Linked DNA regions of Zea mays: region 2 is linked to region 1. Evidence: chromatin contacts called from public Hi-C data. All regions are on one chromosome and are shown on one strand. Each heading gives the region's core, a stretch centred on a gene start, on an enhancer-like site or on the middle of the called end of the contact. The rest is flanking DNA. Distances are from core to core; before and after follow the strand shown.

Region 1 (6,447 bases), core at 1,941-4,440:
AAAGCTAGTAGAGGACTACCTTACCCGAAAGGGGCAAGGGCGGTAGGAGAGTTATCGGTATAGGGAGGTTCTCGGGTTGATCATGCTGTGATGGCTTTTCAGATGGAGAATTCCTATACCTCTCTCATTAGAAATCGTAGCGAGTTTTCTAAAGCTAGTGAAACTTTGTGAAGACATTGTAGTGCTACCCTGACTCATCTTCAAGGCAGAGATGAATGAAAACTCGCGATCCCTTGGCAAATGGGTAACACGACTTGTGGGTAAAGATGCACAACCTCTGTAGAGTGTAAAACTAGTATATCAGTCGTGCTCACGGTCTTGAGCGGCTTGGACACTCACATGATTAACTTATAGAATTGAACTTAATTTGTCATTTGCATTGCATTGTGGCTTTATTATTAATTTTGATCTCTTATTTATTTGGGATGGTATCTACTTATACTTAGTAACTGCTAATAAATTTTTTGACCAACTCTAAAAGCAATGCTCAGCTTTAACCATCTTTTTTGGTAAGTCATACACTTCACATGAGCCCCGACCGTAAGTGAGCTCATTCACATTATTCTCCACAACTTGTTGAGCGATGAACGTATGCGAGTTCATCCTTGCTGTACTCACATTTTCCAGGTCAAGGAGAGGTACCACAAGATAAGGAGCATGAAGGATGTCGCGATGAGTTCGTGAGAGGTCTAGGTCATCGTCTCTCAGTCAACTATGGTTGCTGGATCGTTATCTTCGTATGATATAGTTGTTTAGTTATTTTGTACAGAACTTCTATTATATAGTAAAGATGTGATATTTATTTCTGTACCATGAGTTATCATATATGTGAGACTTGATGCTAGCACACATTTTTGACACATCCGAGTTTGCCCCTTAAATCCGGGTGTGACACGTGTGCCTTTAACGTGTGAGAACTAGAACACCAATGACTCAATGTTGGTCAGGCCTTCTAAATACATAAATATCAACAGGAAATTTCATGTATAAATACGGGAACTTGAAAAATATTCTAGAAAAAATCTCCCCAGAGTTCGTTCTATTCCCACCAAAATTTTCCATTTTCCCTGAGAAAACGATATATGGTTGCTTAACGTGTGTCGCTCGGGACAGGATTTTCCCATCTTAGTTTTCAAGCCTACATGTAAAATATGCGCTCACCCTTTCTATACTCTAATAGAGTGTTTGGTTTTAGGAATGAGTTAGTCCATCATCTTTTCACACCTCACTATTTTTATTTGGTTTGTGGAATGAAATGAGTTAATCCATCACCACCTCATTCCTCATAGTTAGTTAGTTAATACTAATATGAGGAATGTGGTCGTCCCACTAAATTTGAGGAATGAACCCATAATACACCACCTCAATTTAGATGTAGTGATTCCTTAAACCAAACACCATCTAAATCTATGATTTGCCTCCTCTCCACATGTTTATTTGTGCATCCGCATGTGTGGTCTGCTGAAAATACTCTCTAGTTTACACGCTCGCATATATAATGGTAACGTGACTACTTAAAACACTCATACACATGCAAATAGCCTTTAGAGAGAATTTTTAATGACATGAAATATTTTTTCCACATTCCGCGAGGTGAAGCCGGCGTCGGACACTAACTAACATCCGAACTCGATTATCCATAGGTAATATTTACCTAGTAAAATTAGGTGTGCAAACCAATAGATAATAAGCATAAGAACTAACACTACCATTTCTTAAACCTTTTAAGCACATATCCACCCAATTTAAGTGCCCAACCACCCCGTTCACTAGTCTGTCGCTGCCCTCCCACCCCTATGACTCCGCCTCCTCCTCTCCAGCGCGCCTTCGCCATAGGACCACAAGTTTGCTCGACATCTCGATTGCCCAACCTTTGTCCCTTCCCCACCCTAGTGCCAATGGGTATAGGATGATCATGCTTTTCTTGTTGGGATAAGGATCTATTAGGAACTTGATACCCATGATGAATATGCGTATGAGGATGTGGATACATATATCTCTATGGGATGAGAATGGGGTGTCCAAACTCGATGAAAAATTTCTCATTCACATCTCTATGTTCAACGGAGCAAGCGAACCCAATGTGTCCTATGAACCTAGTCGTACGGGTGGGCTTTCGAGTTACCCGAAAATTCAAGTCGAGTCATTCGGGTTTTAAAAAACCATTACCCGAAGTGTACCCAAAATAAGCGGGTACACGAAATTTGGGTACCCAAAAAATCGGGTTCGGGTAATCTCGATTTACCCAATCAGAGTTCACCCAATGCAATATATCACTAGATTCAACACAACATGAGGGTAATAAATAATTAACTTACAACATCAATAGACCACCTCAATTGCACAAGTATCTCAACTTCACAATTCACACATTACAAATTAAATCCGTAGTGTTAGCAGTGCCACATCACATGTTACTTGATACAGAACAAAACTTGCAGTCCAGTATAATAGAAACATAAATGATTGAACTAGAACTAATAGAAGTCTGCACATGCAAACATAATACATTAGATAATCATTGAAGAGTCCGCATAAAGTCATCAGTCCATATAAGCATATATTATATGTCATAAATACTATATAATTTTGGATAATTCGGGTATCCGAATATGTTAACTGATTTAGGGCCTGTTTGTTTACCCCCAGATTATATAATCTGGATTAAATAATTCTAAGATGCAAACAAACAGTCTAGCTTATTTGCCTAGATTATATAATCTAACCCCTTGGATTATGATAATCCATAAGCAAGTGAGGAGGTGCTTATTTCAGATTATTTTTTCTCACTTCCCCACTACCCTTTCAAGTTTCCTAGAAATTACCCACCATTGTCATTATAATCTACCGAATCGTTTTTGCGCCTATCGGATCGAAGAAGCCCGCCGTCCAACAGAAACACGTCAAATAATCTGGGTAAACAAACAAGACTACTCAGATTATATAATCCAAATTATATAATCCAGATTATATAATCCTTCAAAAATAATCCAGATTATATAATTCATTGGGGTAAACAAACAGGCACTTACTCAATATAATTTTGGGTTCCGATCTTTGGTTAATTCAGGCTTGGATAAATTGGGTACGGTTAATGGATCGGTTTTTTACCCACCTGGGGCCTGGGGGCCACACGAAAGCTACTAGCAACATCTGGTTCCACTCTCGCCGGCATCTCCCCCACCCATCCCCAAGTCCAGCACACACCCGAAGCGCCGCCGCTAGGGTTTGGTCCGACAGCCGCGAAACCTAGACTTTACTGCTCCGACAGGCTGCCATTCACTAATCTAGCTAGCTCCGGTTGGGAGCTAGGGTTTAGCTGAGCTTCGGGTCGCGGCGGTGCGGCATGGCGGGGTACGGGGAAGAGAACCAGAACACCATGAGCGGGTACGAGGAAGAGGAGGAAGAAGAGGTTGAAGAAGTCGAGGAGGTGTACGAGGAGGAGGAGGAGGAGGAGGAGGAGGAGGAGGAGGAGGACGGGGAGGGGGAAGCGGACGAGGGGGCTGTAGCCTCCGAGCCAGCGGCGATGGCGGCCGAGACGAGAAGCGTTGTTGGAGGCCGGGGCTTAGCGAAGGCCGTTGGGAATGTTGATACCGGTGGCGAGGATGGGAGGGATGCAGATTCCAGTGGCGGTGACGCCTCGGGGTGAGTTCCTTGGTAATTGGTATCTAGGTTTTTCGTATGGTACGGTCTGTTGGAATGGATTAGGTGTGGCTGATAGTTTTGGTTTGGTGCATCCTCGTATGTGCTTTTGCAGGAAGATTTTCGTAGGGGGTGTAGCTTGGGAGACAACTGAAGGTAGTGAGCAGTTCTTTTGGGATCTAACTATGAGGCTATTTTAGTTTATATCAAGTAAAATGTTGTACACCACACGATATATTCTGGGTAAACAACACAGTAGAAAGGCAAATTAGTTCTTAGCTGTTTTGAAGGGTAGGCCTGGTGCAGTGGTGAAAGCTGTCTCATTGAGTCACCAGACTGTGGGTTCAAAGCAGATCTCCGCATTTGTGGAAGGCTTGCCTCGGGTTATCCCTTCTCTAGACCCCACTCACATGAGAGCCTCTGACACTGGGTCTGCCCTGTTTTTTGTTAGCATAAAAGGAAAAAAAATACACTGCAAGGTGTCGTGCTGCAAAAGATGTAGTTTTTTTCTTTCTGTTTTCATGTGTTACTGATAAAGTTCTGCATTGGGTTGGTTGAGTCATTGATGCACTATGAACTTGCTTAGGTAGGATAGTGTATGTGGTAAAAGCTTAGAATTGGGAGCTACTGCTACCTCCATTATATTGATGGAAGCAAGCCTAGAGTTTGTATATGTCCCTCCATTGTATTTATGGAAGCATGCCTATACTTTGTTTTCTTGTTGGTGTATTCTGAATAGTAATATAAAACATTACTGTTTGATATTTGTTGCTTTGTGACAGCCTACTTAATGGATTTCAGAAACATAGTCATTCTCAACATTTAGGTTTTTTTAGGACAGCTGCTACACAATCTTTGTCTAATTACTAAACTGATTATGAGATGATGTTCCATGTTTGTCTGCTCCATTGTTTTTCATGCTGATGAGCTACCTTTTGTGCTGCGATGATCATATTAATACCAGTCATGTTAAATAAACTGTTAATCTATATGCTTTATTTTGTGTAATTATTCTGGAACTGTATGTCATTTGATCAATACAGATTGGGCTTCATTTGGTGTATTGATAGGAGTGATTCTGCTTTTATCTGTTTGATAACATAGAAATAATAATTGTGACTCTGTGCATAGATGTGTGAACTAGAAAACAGGAAATGACTTTCGTTTTAATAATTTAAGGACATGTAGTTGAACTGGAAAATATAAGTCTTTTATTTGAGAATTGAATGGCAAGTAAGTGTGTGTTTGCATTGATGTTCTAGAATTATTTGTCAGTTTTGTGTTCCTAACTTCGGACCATAGGAGTGTCATGGTCTTTAATGTCACAATATTAGTTTGCAATCTCATGTGGGTATTTATCTGTAGCTTAACTACAGTTGTCTTTGAGATGAACCTTTCCCATTAATAATCCTGCAAGCCTACTCCAAAACTGTATGTGAACCTTTTAGGAGTCATGTTTCTCATTCATACTTTATTGAGTGATCCGTAGCGCCAAGTATCTGCAGCTATAAAAGAAACATTAGAATATAGATTGCTGATCTCATGTAGCAATACATTTTTGTTGTACTGTGATAACTTTTTTATTTTGCTTATCTTTCGTTATATGTTCCATTTGCATGTGCAGAAACATTCACAAAGCATTTTCAGAAGTATGGAGCTATAACTGATTCTGTGATCATGAAGGACAAGCATACTAGGATGCCTCGCGGATTTGGATTTGTTACATTTTCCGATCCATCTGTGCTTGACAGGGTTCTAGAGGATGAACATGTCATAGATGGAAGAACAGTAAGGCTTCTATGTTCGTTATCCAAAAATCACGATCTTAATTTTGGACAATATTCTCAACTGTGTTTTTATGCTGAAGGTTGAAGTCAAAAGGACTGTTCCAAAAGAGGAAATGTCATCGAAAGACGGTCCTAAGACAAAAAAGATCTTTGTGGGTGGTATTCCACCATCTCTTACCGAAGGTACAAGCGACACTGAAACATTTTTTGTTTGTAAGCAAAAGATATGGCAACATTGTATTGAACTGGCAATATAATAACTTTGATCAGCCACCAGCTACCTTGAAAACATTTGTTTCAAATGCAAACATGATTAATATGAACCTTGCAGATAAATTAAAGGAGCACTTCTCATCGTATGGGAAGGTGGTTGAGCATCAGATTATGCTTGACCATAGCACTGGACGCTCACGTGGCTTTGGATTTGTCACATTTGAAAGCGAGGATGCTGTTGAAAGGGTTATGTCAGAGGGGAGAATGCATGATCTTGGAGGGAAACAGGTAACTTGTTTATCTTTTATTGCGTTTAGTGATGGTAAATATCATTGTCATGTAAGCAGTTCTGCAGTTGTCAGGTTCAATTAGCAAATGGTCTGACTTGGCGTGCTATACTTCGTTGTTGTCAGTTGTCACTTAATTTGGTTAGTTATCATGAGGATGCGATTCTGTCTATGTACATAACTGGTGTGTTTGGGAGTTTTTGAATATCGATCATTGTTTGTTTAGTACTCCCTCTTCCAAATTGTAAGATGTTTTGGCTTTCCTAGATAAATTGGAGGGAGGGAGATCAAAAACGAAAAAAAGAGAAAACATTGCCTTCTTTCTTATACCTTGTATTTATTGTACTTTTGCCCTGTGGAGTCTCTTTCTCTTTTAACAAATGTCTGGAACTTCGGATTAAGAATTGGTTGAATACCAGGCAATCTGAAACTTTCTTAACTGATATTCAAGAGAAAAGGATTCATAGAATTAAAAGAACTTCTCTTGGATGAAATGATAAAAGAGAAACCGAAGACAC
Region 2 (6,639 bases), core at 3,587-6,086, 150 kb before region 1:
GTGTTATACTGATTGTAGCTCAAAAGTCTACCATATGCTTGATTGCTTCTAGAATATGTTGCTGTACTTTACTATTTTACATGCCTATACTTGGTGTTCCATATTCCTGGAGCCCTTGGTGGTCATCTATCTTACCATTTTGCTTTTGTAGGGTTGTACCAGCAGAAGGTTACTGTTCCAAGCATTTGTGCACAACGAAGCGACGGGAAGGTCTTAAACTGTGCAAATGCAACCAAAGCTGTTAAGGTGACAAACTGACAATATGATCCTTGGACCTTGATTTGAATATAACATAGTTAAAGAAACCCTTAATCTTTGAAAAAAATATTTATGATTATTCAAATGTGGCCTGTTTAGCAAGTGTTTTATTGTTTTTCCAGCCAGACACATTGTTTTCTTCAAGGATCCAAAGTTTGTGCCCAACAATCACTGGCGATGTCTGTTGTACTGTAGATCAGTTTGACACATTACACCAACAAGTCCAACAGGTAAATGTGCTGATTTCTGAAGATGTACATGGACCGTGCACTTTTAATAAGCAAACCAATGTGGTAATATCACTTATGTTTGATATAGGTCAAATTATCAACCAGAAAAGGCACATTAATGAGTGCTTATCATTCACTGATCGCAGTTAATCTTCAGTACAGTTGTCTTTGCAGTGTATGAATATATATGTATATATATTTTGTTTGGTGAATCTGTAACCAGCTAACCTGAACCTTCTTATTTTGTTAGTGACAAGTTCCCTTTATTTTACATGAGGTTCATGTTTGCTTCATAGGTTATATCCTCCACTCCTTTCGTGCTAATGCATACTTCTATCTACCATCATGTAGAACCTCTGTCAACAAATACATTTACCTAATTGTTGATTATTTGTTTGTTGCTGGTCTTTGTCATAACATTCGCACTCTATTTCCTAATAGACAGTGCTGCAGCTGTTTGGTTGCATTTTTCAGTATACTATTTTATATTAAATGTGAATTGATGCCTATTTTATTGTACAGTCACAAGCCTTTTTCTCTACAAGTTCAATGAAATTTGAATATATCCACAATGAGTTTCTCTTAGTCAAATGCCTTGATTATTTTTTTGCACGCCAAGTGATCTAGTGGCTCCTTGGTGATCTATTCAAGCTCATGTTTCAAGTAGAGAAGAGCTTGTCAAGGATCAGGTGAGGCGACTCACTTTGTGTATCTGAAATTATGAATGCTTTAAGCGAGTTTTTTTATTTTATTTTTTTAGTTTTAGATAGTGAAAAAATTTGAGATGAAAAGGAGCTTGAATAGCCGGGCTCTAATAACATGCAAAAAGGTGAGGCGACTCACAGAGAGAATGTCTAATGCCTCCCCACTATCATTTTATCTAAAAATTAGCATCAACCGATATATACCGGAAGAATGCATATAAACTTTATACCCCAATAAAAAAACCCCAATACACAAGCTTGACATTGTATTACTTAACATATGTCGTATAAAAGTTAAGTATTGAAAAGAAGTCAGTTCATTTATGTTTGAGCGACAAATTCACTAACACATCGCAGGCTACTAAATAATAGTTACAGCGACAAATTCGCTTGAAAGTTCAGTGCATCACCGCTGATATATGCCATGATATATTTGAACATAACTGATTGGCGACCATATAACGAACACACCATGATTTATCCTAAACAAAGCGAGTATATGCAAGTAGCATTTATCAGCGGTGATGCACTGAACTGCAACAAGTTGCAAAACTAAGAGGCGACTTCGAGAAATTATCAACCTCTAGCAACTAAAAACATGTCTCCCAATAATATATCCACAAAGAAAGCAAATTACTTGCTGCAAAATGGAACTACGGGCCAACATGGGAGCAATGTACCTGGTAGAAATTGACAATGACCAGAAGAATGTGAGCTACATAATCTTGTGGCTCCAACAATTTACCAAGAGCAGCACAACCTTCAACAGCCAACAAACGCACTGAATCTTGATCTGAAAATAAAGACCACGATGTTTTAGACATAGCCCGCGAATCGCCCACAAAAGTGTATGACTATATGCAAACACTAACTCAATGATTCAATAGTGATTAGATTGTTTCAAAACACAGGTAGATTTAGGTTTTCTTTAGTATGCCTTTCAGAGAAATAAATCTGGCTTTAAGGTATTCAAACATTGCCAAAAAATCGGGCGCGTGTGTTGGCCTAGTGGCGCCACCAACTGATGATGTTCAGGAATTAGAAAATAGATATAACGATTGATCGTCAACGTCTCAATTATCCGGATTGCACGCGCGGATCAGATCGTTCTACCAGCAAGATCCATAATCATTGGCCAGTAACTTATATATTAAACAAGATCCGATTCCTAGCAAAATTCTGTACACAGACACTTGATATCAGCTTCCGAATGCGCAGAGCAATTAATTAACAAACAAATCACATAACTTCTTTTGACAGGAAAGATGAAGTCATGAGAGCAAGGGCATGATATACGCATTACAGGTCACACAAGAGGACAGAACAAAGAGTGCGAGTACCAAACAAATTGGAAGCACCTGGATTCCAATCTGAAAGCAATAAGACAGAGGCCCTACAATTATTTGCAGCTGCTAAAGGAGAGGCCACGGTACATGGAAGGAAGACAAAAACTCGGACACGCTCGACAACTACAGTCATCCTGAGTACAGCTTGTATGTTTGGTTCCTTTCAGTTCATATGATCGACGAGGTGGAACTAAGCTGCGTCCACGGGAACTAAGTTCCTTTCAGTTCATCCTGATTACAGGTCACACAAGAGGACAGAACTAAGCTGCGTCCACGGGCTTCCTGGCGGGGGCGATGGCGCTGCACCGGCTACGTCCTAGGAGAGGATGGGAAGGCGCCAGGGAACTAAAAAACATCTCAGGAGAAACAACGCACGTGCATCTATAGATGTGGTGTCCGGAAAGAGAGGAGGATGAGGAGAGGAGCGGTTACCGTAGAACACCAGCGCTGCGCACGGATGCGGAGTGGCGGCACACCGGCGGGCGGGAGCGGGGCTCTTTCTTCGTCACCGGCAGCGGCACATCGGTGATTCGCGGCGGAGTACGCAGTGGCGCCACACTTGGAGAGAGCACTGTGGCGTCTACTGTGGACTTGGAGAGAGGAACGAGCAGATGTGGTGTGCGAAGGGAGGGAGAGAGGAGGGGGAGCAATGGGGGAAGGCAGCCGCGAGACCAGGTGGACGATTTGTGAGGAAAGGGAATGGGGGAAGGCTGCCATGGATGGAAGGGCGCGGAGGGAGCGCGGCTGCCATGAAGGGGGAGCGGGGCGCGGCAGCCATAGATGGAAGCTTTGTGCGCGATTCACGATGGATTTGGGAGATCGAGTAGGTGCTTGAGCAGACCGGCGATTCGCGACGGATTTGGGAGAACTAAGCTGCCATGGGTGGAAGCATGATTTGGGAGGCCGAGTTCCCTGGCGCTGCTGGGGGAGCGGGGCGCGGCTGCTGGATTGGAAGCGTGAGCTTGCGACCTCGCATGATTTGTGGGCGATTCGCGGCGGATCCATCGGGACTGCCATGGATGGAAGCGTGATTTGGGAGATCGAATTCCCTGGCGCGGAGGTTATTTGGGAAGGACCTTCCCTGGCGCGGCTGGGGGAGCGGGGCGCGGCTGCCATGGATTGGAAGCGTAAGCTTGCGACATGGCGCGATTTGTGGGCAATTCACGACTGATCCATCTCGACCTACAAATATTCTATAGTGGCATTTGATAATCGTGCAAGCCAAATGTCTGTTCTTCCAATCACGAAACAACACGAAACAACAAAGCAAATAATACAGAACAACAGGTTAATGGATAGGCACCGGAACTCGGGCACACAAGCATCTAAGAACAGCACAAGAAAAGAAAAGAGCAGGGACTCACCTCACGGGTCGAGAGCTTTTGTGCGCCTATGGCTAAACAATTGGAGCCAGCGAGGATAGAGCTAGAGCCTAGAGCGAGGTGAGAGTATATGCCCTTACCCTGGGAGATGAGCCTCTCGACGGCTATGTCGGGGTCCATTCCGCAGTCGCATAGCGTGGCGTAGATCTCGCCCTCCAAGCGGTCGGCCAGGTTCTCTGCACCATCTTCTGGAGGCGACCGGGATCGCCGCCGCATCCGCCCCATCCGGTGCCGCATAGGAAGGCTGCCTCCCGCCGCCACGACCACCGCCCCTCATGGCGCTCCCGCCCTCGCAGCCACCATAGGTGCCTCCGCCGGATCCTCCCCCTCCTCGATCGTGCACCGTCCTCAAATGTGGACGCCTACACTACTAACATAATAGTAGTAGAGATTACTATCATGCCCATGCCCATGGCCATGGAGTACCCCCGCGTGCGAACTGCGAAGCCGTTGAAGCAGTTCCCGTCACATTTGTGTGCCCCGGGCGCGGCGGTCGCTCGCCACGGCCGCAGCTACCCGGACGACTCGATCACACCACCGCCGTGGTGCATGGAGCCAAGCGTTTTCGTTTCCTTTTTCTTTTCTTGACGACAAAAAAGAATGGAGACAAGTTTTGCCGTCCTCCCCAGGCAACAACGCACACGAGTACACGACAAAACAATGACGAGCGCGTATATTTCGTGCAGCTCAAACATTCAAATTAATACCCCAGTCTTGCAATTATAATTTTACCCTTTATTTTTTAACTTGGTGATTCTCCGTTTTAAAACATTTAACGTAATCTAACGCAATAACGAGAGGTAAATATAAAGTAAATAAAAAAAGGTAAAAATGAGAACTCTGTAGGGCGCGGAGAGCCTCGACGAGTGATCACGGTTAAATAATATAAATGCAAATGGCGGATTTAAAATAATCGGACTTAATTAATCGACTAATTCCTCTCTCTCCTCGTCTCAGCTCGCGGCCACGCTAGTCGCTCCCCACCTCGTTCCCTGCCTCGTCCCCACCCTTCTCGCTCCGCCCCCCGCCCCCCGCTCCTCGCTCCAACTCCCACCCACCCACCAAAGCGTCGCCGGCCGACGCGTGCGAATCCCCAGGACGGGATCGATACCCCGCTTGATCGCCGGACTCTCTGCCTCGGTCCTCCTCTTCGCACCTCTCTCTGCCTGTGAATCCAGGTTGGTGCGCCCCGCTGTCCCTTCTCTCAACCTCCGCAGCTGGATGCTGGCGCCTCGGTTTCTGGTCCTGCGACTTTCCCTCTCCCCCGTCCTTTTTTTGCTCCTAGTTTGCACCCGTTGTGGAGTTTTTTGGTTAGCCCGTTCGTTTTGTGCGGTTTTCTGTTTTCCATGGGTGATTTAGGAGGTGAATGTGCCTACAATACACGCGGGTGTAGTCTGCACGTTGTTTTAGCGGATCCCAGGTTTCCATGGCGTGAGATTCCTCCGTGCGTTTTGTTCGATTTCTTTGTCTGTTCATTCTTTTTTTTTTGAAATTCGCTGACGAGATCACGAACTGTTTTCCCAAGCTGCAGGTCCAATTCGCAACGCGGCGTAGGAATCCCATCCTAGATTCGGTCGAGCTGCAATGCCGGCGTCCGCATAGCTGGAAATCGGGCGCTGACGGACACCGGGCGCCGAGATGGGCCGTTCCGGCCGCCGCCGGCGGGACCGCGTGCGGTGGAGCAATCTCTACACCTTCTCCTGCTTCCGTGCCCAGCAAGAGCACGCCGGCGATGCGGGCCCCTCCTCCGATGGGGCTGGCGCCGTCGGCGGGCCGGGCTTCTCGCGCGTCGTGTACTGCAACAACGCCGCCCTGCAGAAGCCGCTCAAGTACATCACCAACTACATCACCACCACCAAGTACAACATCATCACCTTCTTCCCCAAGGCCATCTTCGAGCAGTTCCGACGCGTTGCCAACCTCTACTTCCTCCTCACCGCCATCCTCTCGCTCACCCCAGTGTGCCCCTTCTCTCCCGTCAGCATGATTGCTCCGCTGGCCTTTGTTGTTGGCCTCAGCATGATGAAGGAGGGGTTGGAGGACTGGCGCCGCTTCATCCAGGACATGAAGGTGAACAACCGCTATGTCAGCACGCACAAGGGTGATGGCGAATTCGACTACCGGCACTGGGAGGACCTTTGTGTCGGTGATGTGGTCAGAGTTGAGAAGGACCAGTTCTTCCCTGCTGATTTACTGCTACTGTCCTCGAGCTATGAGGATGGTATTTGCTATGTTGAGACAATGAACCTCGATGGTGAGACGAACCTTAAGGTGAAGAGGTCACTTGAGGTAACGCTGCCGCTGGAAGAAGACGAGTCATTTAAGGATTTCCAGGCAGTGATACGCTGCGAGGATCCCAACCCGTCCTTGTACACATTTACTGGTAACTTTGAGTATGAGAGGCAGGTGTACGCCCTTGATCCGTCTCAGATACTTCTGAGGGACTCAAAACTAAGGAATACAGCCTTTATCTATGGAGTGGTTATCTTCACTGGCCATGACAGTAAAGTCATGCAGAACTCAACTGAGTCGCCATCAAAGAGGAGCAGGATTGAGAAGAAGATGGATTTGATCATATACATCCTGTTTACTGTGCTTGTGTTGATATCGCTCATTAGTTCAATTGGATTCGCCGTGAGGATCAAGTTAGATTTGCCCCGCTGGTGGTACTTGCAGCCAGAGAAAAGCAATAAATTAGATGATCCATCACGCCCAGCTC

Evidence for each region. A called contact is a pair of places that touch in the nucleus more often than the background predicts.
Region 2: a Hi-C map of ear shows a contact between it and region 1, with 2.3 times the contacts expected there. The contact joins the promoter of LOC103631301 here to the promoter of LOC100279268 in region 1. A contact is called at or near these places in 10 of 25 Hi-C or Micro-C datasets (bundle sheath, ear, leaf and 3 more).

What each region holds. Positions count from the first base shown.
Region 1 is chr6:114,603,002-114,609,448 of Zm-B73-REFERENCE-NAM-5.0, reverse strand. It overlaps LOC100279268 (RNA-binding (RRM/RBD/RNP motifs) family protein), which reads left to right and starts at 3,190. Exons shown (of 6, transcript NM_001152289.1): 1 at 3,190-3,645; 2 at 3,758-3,798; 3 at 5,267-5,430; 4 at 5,510-5,612; 5 at 5,761-5,930. The coding sequence starts at 3,347.
Region 2 is chr6:114,755,651-114,762,289 of Zm-B73-REFERENCE-NAM-5.0, reverse strand. It overlaps LOC103631301 (probable phospholipid-transporting ATPase 4), which reads left to right and starts at 4,836. Exons shown (of 11, transcript XM_020539415.3): 1 at 4,836-5,098; 2 at 5,446-6,639. The coding sequence starts at 5,559.